2 separate regions of the Mus musculus genome follow, and region 2 is linked to region 1. A link is a contact called in public HiChIP or PLAC-seq data. All regions are on one chromosome and are shown on one strand. The core of a region is the stretch at or near the end of the contact, and the rest is flanking DNA. Distances in the headings are between cores, read along the strand shown.

The links. HiChIP or PLAC-seq counts read pairs in DNA pulled down with a chosen protein or histone mark.
Region 2: an H3K27ac HiChIP or PLAC-seq map of trophoblast stem cells shows a contact between it and region 1, with 48 read pairs. The contact joins the enhancer-like site here to the promoter of Atp13a3 in region 1. A contact is called at or near these places in 11 of 39 promoter capture datasets (the 3T3-L1 cell line, 3T3-L1-derived adipocytes, the C10 cell line and 5 more), 4 of 15 datasets of contacts at CTCF or cohesin (CD8 T cells, the G1E-ER4 cell line, the NIH/3T3 cell line and 1 more), 40 of 484 Hi-C or Micro-C datasets (the 3T3-L1 cell line, 3T3-L1-derived adipocytes, the C10 cell line and 24 more), 19 of 115 datasets of contacts at active chromatin or transcription factors (the 230-238 cell line, DN3 thymocytes, the HPC-7 cell line and 14 more) and 2 of 9 other capture datasets (adipose tissue and liver).

The regions. Positions count from the first base shown.
Region 1 is chr16:30,385,671-30,390,757 of GRCm38.p6, forward strand. Atp13a3 (ATPase type 13A3) reads right to left here and starts at 2,860. Exons shown (of 34, transcript NM_001128096.1): 1 at 2,678-2,860; 2 at 1,937-1,982.
Region 2 is chr16:30,441,077-30,446,163 of GRCm38.p6, forward strand. No RefSeq gene overlaps it. Among named protein-coding and RNA genes, the nearest start is that of Atp13a3, 55 kb to the left of the region's middle. Within about 2 kb of position 2,550, at least 38 of the 459 cell types and tissues checked have an H3K27ac peak or open chromatin away from gene starts, as enhancers often do. A contact at or near this core is called in the NIH/3T3 cell line, adipose-derived mesenchymal stem cells, liver and 1 more, where this site is marked.

The sequences.
Region 1 (5,087 bases), core at 1,610-4,109:
GAACTTATTGCAAAACCTGTTTCCTCATCTAGAAAAGAAAGTTCAATAACTACCAAGTATTTACTTTAGGGCCTAGTACATAGTACAATATCTCAATAACTATTGCCACTGACAAAGTTAAATCAGTAATCAGTCAGGTCAGACTCCCAAATCCCATGAACTCTTTCTATTACAATTTTCTGTTAACTGTCAACACACATTCTTTCTTTTTTCTTTTTCTTTGAGACAGAGTCTCATGTAGCCCAGGTCATCCCTAAACTAAGTCTGTAGCTGAGGATGCCTTTAACTTCTGATTCCCCTGCACAAATAAATTACAAGCATTTGGCACCACATCCAGGATTGCACCCAGGGCCTCAGGCATAGTAGCAAGCACTTTACCAACTGAGCTACATCCCCAAGCCCCAACACTTATTCACAGAAGAATCGATATTTGAAAAATAAACATTTGGGGCTGGAGAGATGACTCGGCAGAGCACTGGCTGCTGCTCTTCCATAGGACCTGGGTCGAATTCCCAGCACCCACGTGGCAGCTCACAACTACAGTTCCAGGGGATCTGATCCCTCACACAGACAGACATTCAGGCAAAACACTAATGCATAACATAAAAATAAATTATTTTTTTTAAAAAAAGAAAGAATCATTTGGGAAACTGGTATTACATGGTTATTAGGGGCAAACTAAACATGTTGAACTATGTTAGTGCTAATATCTGATAACAGAACCAAGCACTTCATAGGACATGAGATTTTCTTTCTACTATCTATGAAACTACTTTAATGCCAATATAGGAATTTATATAACTAATTCTAATTCTAAATTAAATTCTCAAACTAATTCTAAATTAAAATTTCAATTTCTGTTACTGGTTGGCCTGGGCTAAGAAATCAATCATAGCGCTCCATCAGCTTGAAGCTTATCAACTTTGTTTTCAAAACTACACTGCCACGTAATATTTTCATCTGATTACAACCGTACTTAAATGAAACATATAAATTATCACTTTTCCTGCCTAATCCCATAACCAAAACAAGCACTGCTGTTCTAACAACGTTTAAAAATCTCAACTACTCCATCCTCTACCTAAACTAGTGACAAACGACTGGGGAGTGGGGAGAGCAGACACCAGGAAACACCAGGAAACGGAGTAAACAGTATCCTCCCTGCTAAACTTAGTGCTGCTGCCTGTAACACAACTACTCAGAAGGCTGAGGCAGTATCATCTTTTTTCCTCTTCTACAACTGTCATTAATGGGTTTACCATCTCAAAAAGAACTTCCAGAAACTGATGTACTTTTGAAGTTGTTGGACAAACCCTGATGGGATGTCCACACAATCTATCTTAGCAACTACAGCCTATTCAGCAAAGCAACAGTCCTCAAAAAGAATGCTACACATATATTCCAGGAAAACAAAACTGATGCCAGTTTTAGCAAAAAAGGTTTGGTTCTAATCAAAGGTGGAGCCCGTTTAATGACGTGCTGGCCCTTCCAGAATAAAATCGCACTGGAGCTAGAAAGATGGCTCAGCAGTAAAAAGTGCGTGCTGCTCTTAGGACCTAACCACTGCAGTCAGCTCACAACCACCTGTTTCAAAGGGCCTGGCCTCCGAGGGCATCCACGCCTTTCACATACATACTCAAGCACACATGTAAGTAAAAACAAATAAACTTTCACATTAGCCTCAAACCCTCTATAATTGTATTCGTCACGAAAAGGCCCCACATGTCTTGGATTTAAACAATCCTGCAGTCCTGCTTCACAGATCAAAAAAAAAAAAAATCACCATTAACATACTCAAACGTGTTCCATTCAGTTCAGAATCACATAAATTTCTGGGTTTATGACTCCAGAACCATTCATTTTGCACTAATACAAGCCACTAAATATAGCTCTAAAACATTAATGACTGGGAGCTAATTATGTAAGTGATTCATACCTCTTATGTATCCAGACACCAAGATCCTAGGGTGCTTCTGTCAGACCTAAGGGGGAAATAAACAATGAACACCTGTCACAAAAGCCTTCCAAACTGGGAAGCCCCAAACAGTTACTGTCAGTCGACAAATGCTACTCCTTCCTCCACTCCCAACTCCACACCCCACCAGAAAAGCGATCAATCAGGCCCACAGTCTGTGTGAAGGCGAGGCCAGAGAGTACGTAGCGAAAAAAGGGTCTGGGCTTTTCTAGTCCTCACGGCCCTGCGTCTCTCCCTTTAATCTGGAGTGTTGACACCTCAAGTCCGCTTTCCTTTCTGGACTTCGGTTATCGGTGTAGAGTGTGCTGATAGTAGGGTGATTTACTCGTCGGTGGCTGGGGCCGAACTAGGCTTCGGACAGTCAGCACCGGCACGGACCCATCTGGGGCCCTTCCCACATTCTTGCTCCGGGCACATCACCTTCTGGACTTTCTAGAGCGGCTGGCCTAGCGGGGCCGGCCGGCACGCAGAGGGTGCACTCCAGACCTCCACACGTACACGTGCTCCCAGACAGTGCCGGGTCTCCGCACCCCTCTCCCTGTCACACACATACCCCTTCCCAGAGAGGTGATGTCCGATTCGAGTCGAGGAAGCAGCCACAGACCCACCTGGTACCCGCCACCCGGGCGACGCCGTTCGCCTCCTCCAACCTCCCCATCACCTTCGCCTCCCGCCCCACACCCCGCTCGCCCAGTCACTCACCAGCCGCGCCGCCGTGCCGCCTTCTCCGCGGCCTCCCGGCCCGGGCAGCCAAAAGGCCGCAGGGGGCCGGGGGGCCGCTTTCGCCACCGCCGCCGCCTCTCCTCAGCCCAGCCCCATCACCCACGGCCGGCGCCGGCGGCCGCGGGTCGCTCGGGCTCGAGGGTCCGCCGCCACGCGTCGCGGCTCCGGCTGTGGGAACAGAGGCGCCGCGGCGGGGCCCGGGCCGCACCGGGCTCAGGGGCGTCCGCGCTCCGCTGTCGGCGCCCGGGGCGGCGGCGGCGGCGGCGTGCAGCCGGGCAGGGCGAGAACAAGGGAGCGCGGCGCGGAAGACCGGCAGGGGAGGAGGACGGTCTGTGCTGCGAAGCGGTCTCCCGCCGTCGGCGACGAAGCGGACCCCCTCCCCGCGGCCACGGCGCCCGGTCACGCTGCGGGGAGGGCCGGCGGGCACACGGGGAGCGCCCCGCGAGCTCAGGACTCCCGCGCCGGATGTGAGGTCACGTGATTGCCTCATCCCAGCGCCCAGCGCGGAGGGGCCGTCAGGGGGCGGGGCGACCCTCCGGTCCCGCCCACCTCCTCGCCTACGGGGCCCCCAGCCCGCCTAAGCGAGAACTGCTAGCGGGATGCTGCTCAGGACTCATTTTGCGGGAGGCGATCAACTTAGGTGTCGCTTCCCATGCGAGGAGATCGTAGTCCAAACCCCCATTTTCTAAACAAAGACACTGAGGCCCAGTGGTAAGTGCAGGCTTGTCTAGGGTGGCAATCATAAAGGACGCCTGTGCTGGCAAGGTGGAGAGCAAAGTCCTAGCTCTGGACCCAGATTCTTTCCCTCCTTTATCCCCACCTATACCAAAAAGAACACTTTAATTCCAATGGAACTCCTGGCCCAGCCCACGGGCGTGGGACAGAGAACAGTCAGGTAGGTAAGAGAGCTTCCATACGGAAGACAGCCGGGTCTCAGAGAGGAGTTTCTTCCGACAGAGCTGGAAGCAAATTAAATACTTCCCTCCACAGGAGATTTATCTTGGGGCACTGCCTCGCCCGGATGTTCAAATCGCGGTTTTGGTTTTCACTGCCTTCCGCTCCCTGTCGAGCGCGGGAAGCTGAGCCTGCCACCTGCTGCCTCCAGCTCCGCCATCTTTCCACTCTGAGTCTACCTCACCTGCATCCCAGACGCCTGGCCATCTTTGTTCTCCTACCTTCCTACAAACATAACTTTTAGCTGCTTGACTGTCTTAGAGGAGGGAACAGCTGTGTTCAGCTCCTGTTCCCATACTTGGGCACCGTCCACCAGAGGCATGGAGCATCCTGCCTCTTGGTCCGCAGCAGAGAGTAGCACCTCATTTGGGTCGGTAATGTGCCCCAGATACGTGGCCCTAATACACTTCAATGGGAACAGTAAGGATGCTGATCCTGCTTTCCAACCGCAGTGGTGAAGGGCTGGATGGCAACCACGAAATTCTTTTTACCAGGTAATGTGGACATCACAGTAAATGACGATGAGCCACAGCTGTGGCTTCCCAGCTCCTGCTCCCCATTGGGTTTCAGCCCTCCGTGTGTTCCCTAGCTCACTTGTGTTGGAGTACGTAAGTAGTCTAGGATTGAGGAAGTCTGGGTAGAACTGAAAAAACCCTGCACACACTCCTGACAGCTTCCTTAGCAGTTGGTTATTTACCTCGCAGATTTTAACAAGCACAAGCCTCTCCTGGTCCTATAAATAAAACTGTCAAGCCAACCATCCACTTAGAGTGCCCTCTTCAATTAGCCATCAAGTGTTTCTGACCCTCTTATGCACACCTCTTAAACAGTGGGTCTCCCCCTGGCCTGCCTGTACTTCCTCATTCCTCAACTCGTGGCAAACTAACCACACACACACACACACACACACAGAGAGAGAGAGAGAGAGAGAGAGAGAGAGAGAGCTCAACTGACAGTAACCCTTGACCTTGTCATCCACCATTGCAGAACTGTCCTCGGTACTACCTCTCAGCATCTCTCTGCCACATTTGACACTGTGGGTGTTCTCACCTTCTGAAATTACTCTACTGCCTCAGCTTGCAAAGGATTTTGCTCTCCCAGTTGTCAAGTCTCTGTAACTAAGACCTCTCTGCCTTCCTCCGTGGCACCAGTTGTGAAGCAGCACCTGAAATGCAGGGCAGCACCTAAGCCCCACAGCTGTGCCCACTCGGCTGCACTCAACTCTGGGAGGATCAGCTCCACCCTTGGCTTTGAACTCCCACATCAGCCAGATGCCTTTTACCAAACAGAGACTCAAATATCCAACGGCTTGTCATGCATCTCTATGGAGAGCTCACCAAGAAACACCAACAGTTGTCCAAAACCCTCTGCCTTTAAAACTGCCCCTCCCAGAACTATGAGCACTGCCATCACATAACCATTTGAATTAGGAAAT
Region 2 (5,087 bases), core at 1,300-3,799, 55 kb after region 1:
CTTTGATCTCTGCCTTCTTCAGAAGAACTTTTGCAGCCAGGTATGATAGCATATGCCTTCCATTCCAGCATATGGGAGGTAGAAACAGTTGGGTTGCTGTGAGTTCAAGGCCAGCCTGGTCTACATAGTAAGTTCCAGGACAACCAGGACTATATAAAGATCCTGTCTCAAAACAAAAACAAAAACAAAACAACAACAATAATGAAACACAAAACAAACAAACAAACAAACACCCCCTAAAAGTCAGTGGAGGTATCTAGGGAAGCAAGAAACTAGAGAAGGATGCCTAGCCAGGCTGCAGGGCACTGGTGGGTGACAGGTGCTTCTTTTATTATTCATCTTCTGTAAATATAATTCATTTCATCACTTCAGCAGTCAGGGAGCTAGCTAAGGGAAATGCCTCCTCTTGTGGTCCTGAGCCGAAATCAGGGAGAGTACGTGGAAAGTCATTGCCAACATCAAGTTAAATATAAATGGAGACTGAATCCTAACATGCTAACAAACCTGTGCCTGGTTGGAGAGGGAAGTAGTTTCTGCAATCCGGCCCTCTGAATATTCAGGGAAAAGATTAAAGTCCAGCTGCCTCTCTCAGGTACTCTGGCACACAACACCCTGCATGAGCCAAAGACTATTACTAAGAGTCCGGGGCTCTCCTTCTTCCTGATTTACAGGTTTCTGACACTGTATTCCTTTCTCTCTCTTGGTTTTGACCCCCACTGGGTGAACCTTGTCTATGTACAGATATTTCATAATATATTAAATCTTTTCTTTCAGTTTATAGAGATGGAAAGTGGTGATTAGAAAATTAAATAGCTCCTGTTAATAGAAAGAAAGAAAGAAAGAAAGAAAGAAAGAAAGAAAGAAAGAAAGAGAGAGAGAGAGAAAGAAAGAAAGAAAGGAAGAAAGAGAGAAAGAGAGAAAGAATCCGGTGCTCAGACTATAATGCCTGAAAACTTAGATTTTGTCCTTTTATTGAGACTTCTCAAAGTTAGAAAGTTAGAAGTTGTCTGTCTGTCTGTCTGTCTGCCTGCCTGCTATCTATCTATCTATCTATCTATCTATCTATCTATCTATCTATCTACCTATCTACCTATAGGCAGCTATCTATCATTGTATCTATGTGTGTACCTAGCCACCTATATCTATCTATCCATCTATCCATCTATCTATCTATCCATCTATCTATCTATCTATCTATCTATCATCTATCCATCCATCTATCTCTATCCACCCATCTGGTCTAAGTGCCCAGGTTTGCCTTGAACTGAGTACCCTCCTGCCCCAGCCTCAAGTGCCTGCCACCACACCCAGATAGAATACTTCTTTATGATAGTTCTTTACACAAACTCCTTGAGGACAGGGGTTTAATGTTATCCATCTCCAAATTCCCGGATCCCAAGAAAGTACATAAACACAGACTTAACACAATCATGGAATTACAACATCAGGGTAATTTCCCAGGAAATAGGGCAAAAAGACAGACCAAGCTCAGCTGAGTCTTGAGTCACTGGGGAGTCAGTCTGTCAGAAAAGGCCACTCTACAGCTCCTGTGTACTAGCTGGCTGTGGGACAAGCAGGAGACTGCATCCTATGTTGAAGAATGTGGTGACATCACCCATGGCCAAAGCTTGCTTCCTGCTGTAGCAAGGATATGAGTCTTCTCATTGGCCTTCAGATAGGGTTCCCATCTATGTAACTAACTCCCAAAATGCTGCATTAGCTCAGCTGGCCCATCTAAAGAGGAAAGCATGATCACTCCCTCCGGGTTCACCCCTCACTTCTCTCACACAATTTAGTTATTTTATGCATATGAATGTTTTTCCTGCATGTATATAGGTGCACTATATGTGTGCTTAGTGCCCTCAAAGATCAGAAGAGGGTGTCAGATCCCCTTGAACTTGAGTTACAGCTGGATGTGAATCACCATGTAGGTTCTGGAAACTGGAACTGGGTCTTCTGTCCAGGTCTTCTGCAAGAACAGCACATGGTCTTAACTGCTAAGTCATCTCTCCTTGCCCCTCTCTACCCTCCTGTTCTCTTTCTAATTTGACCAGATTTGTGGGTAGGAATTTTAATTTGCCATCTATTCTGTATTCATGTGTAAAATGAGCTCTCAACCCTTTGTGAAACACTAGGAATTAATGAGTGGAACCTGTAATAGCCAAACCTAGTTGTGTGGAGCATTCACACACCCACACTAAACAGTAGGGTTTGTTTTTTAGCAACTGATAGCCCCTCAAGGCCTTGGACCCTTTCCAAAAACAAGGTGGTATGTGTGCAAATGAATATGTTATCTGTGTTCAAGTTTAGGAAAGGAAGTTTTCTAGAAACTATGTCTTCATTTCCCAGGTTCAAGGGGATTGGTCCACAGATGTGCTCTCAAATAGCATTGACAGGGCAGGAGGGGAACTCTGGACTTCCCTTTAAGGGGTGAGACAGAAGGCAACTGGATCATGTTAGCCTTTAATATTGTCCTAGTCCCTCTCATGTGGAAAACTGTAAATGAGGGAGTGACCGAGCATTTCCTAAGACTTGGAAGCCTGCCGCACTACACCTGGCGGAGAGAAGCCACAGGGAGGACAGCTGCTGGCAGGGAACAAGCGCCCGGGCAGCCTCAACTCTTGGCCTATCTTCAAAGGAGTCCCACTGATTTGCTGTAAGACTCCAGGCAAATTGCTTCGCTTCTCTGGGCTTCAGTACCTCCACGGAGAACATCCTGAACCGCCCCTCCCCCCATGCCACTCAAATCCCAAATCTTCTCACTCTTAGCAAAAAGCCAGTTCTGATGTAGAGATCAAGAAAGAATTGCCTTTAACGACTCCATCTGCGTCCATGCCCTGCCCTGTCCCACAAGTACTGGTTGGATGCTTCCTTTCTCAGGGTACTTAAAATGGCACGTTCTGGAGTGTGGCTCAGGGAAGAGCGCCATCAAGCATGCATGAAATCCTGGGACTCAGCATCCAAGCTTTCAGTGTAAGAAACATTAAGTATGTCTTCTCTATTTGTATCTATAAGTACAGTTACTAAACCACTTGTGTTTTTATCTCCCTTACTTTGGAAGAGTTTTATGCAAATGTTTTAATCGCCCTGGTTCAGTAAAACATTTGTCTTAAACAAAAAAATGCTGCATTTTCCTTTGTTCTGATTCTTTTAAAACTCTCCAATCTTTTTGAAAGATTTATTAATTTATTTTATGTATATGAGTACGCTGTAGCTGTCTTCAGACACACCAGAAAGGGCATCAGATCCCATTATAGATGGTTGTGGACCACCATGTGGTTGCTGGGAATTGAACTCAGGACCTTTGGAAGAACAGTCATTGCTCTTAATCACTGAGCCATCTCACCAGCCCCAAACTGTTGGGCAGCGGGTGTGGGGGAATAAAGGGAATGGGAGAAAACCTGAGTTCTGCCAGAGTTCCGGTGCAGACTCAGAGTACTGCCACATGCTTTCCACTCGGCCCCAGGTGAGTGTCTGGCTGTGGGAAGCCATGGACCCCAGACCACAGTGGGTGGACAAGAGGCAGTCCAAGGTCTCTGGGCCTCGTGAGGCCAGAGATAACAGGTTCTCAGTCTCGGGTGTCCCAGACGCTGCTGGATACTGTGGAAGAGATGAGAACAAAGTGAAGGCCCCAGGGGCAGCTCAGTCAAAGAGAGGAGAAGGGAGGGAGAGAGGGGCTGCTGGGTGGTTCTCATGCAGGCGAGAGTCCTTGATCCAGTCCGGTGGCTGGAACACAGGAAGGCCTTCCAGTGGGAGATTAAATGTAGCTCTTTAGGGGAAAGCCTATCCCATTGTTCAAGCACGACGGGCCTTGATGAGCAGAGACAGTCTATAGTTTTAGAGCTTTATTGTAGAAAGGCAAGGAGAAAGGGAAAAGGTAAAAGAAGGAGAGAGGCCGGCCATGGTCATGTGGAGAGAAGGGGCGATGGGAGGTGGGAAAAGAGAGATAGAGATGAGACTAAGAAAGGTGAGAGCTTAAGAGAGTGAAAAGGAGCCAAGCCGCTCCTTTTATAGTGGGCTGGGCTACCTTGCTGTTGCTAGGTAACTGTGGGGAGGAGCATACCTGGCTATAGTCAGGTAACTGTGGGGGTGGAGTCTAGCCTGAATGCCCGGAGTTTGGGGCTTTATCTGTGTGATGGATGGCCATGGGATTATGGAGTTGGGAGCTCTGTGGTGTCAGGCACCTGTCTCTGGGAATGTGGCTCACTATTCTGTCCCTTGTAGAGTTTCCTCCAGAGCAAGCCTTGCTCACCCAAAACAGGCTGCCTTTCACAGTCCTACACAAAAGTCTCCAATCTTTAACCAAAGAGTGTTTTAGATAAAAACCAAGTGCACCGTTAATCTCACACACTCAAGGAGAAAGGTCACTTACCCAAATCATGGCCAAATGAAAGCAAGTTTTTTTTCTTATACATGGGCTATTCTCCCCTAAGACAGGTTCAAGAGAGCAGCCCTGGACATGGGGAAGGTAGTGTTTCTATAGGTCAGGAGTAGGGTGGTTCCAGTGGGGGAATTTGATGGGCTAATGAGTGAGGTTACAGAAGCAGAACTGACATATAAGGAGTTGCTCATAACAACCTTTGGAAACAAAGTCATGGTTGCAAGAAGGTCATAACAACAGGTAGTCATAGCAACCTCCTGAAACAAAGACATGGCTGCCTTTTCCTGAAACAGGGAGAATAGAAGCATTTATAGTTAAGGCTACAGGTGGGGCACAGGCCAATCCTTGAGATGCAGAGATGTAATCATAAACAGGAATGAGCATGGTTTGTTTTTATTATAAGACTCTTTTAAGTTCAAGATAGAGACAGGGTGGTTTATCAGGCACCTCCCTGATCATAAGTGAAGTCTACCATGTTCAAATGCTTTAGTTGGAGAGGAGGTCTTTTTCTTTGCAACCCAAACTTACTTCTGAAACTACTAGCACTAATAATTATAATTCACAAATTAAAAAAACTAATTAAAATTGGCTTAATTGGGGCTGGAGAGATGGCTCAATGGTTAAGAGCACTGACTGCTCTTCTGAAGGTCCTGAGTTCCAAATCCCAGCAACCACATGGTGACTCACAACCATCTGTAATGGGATC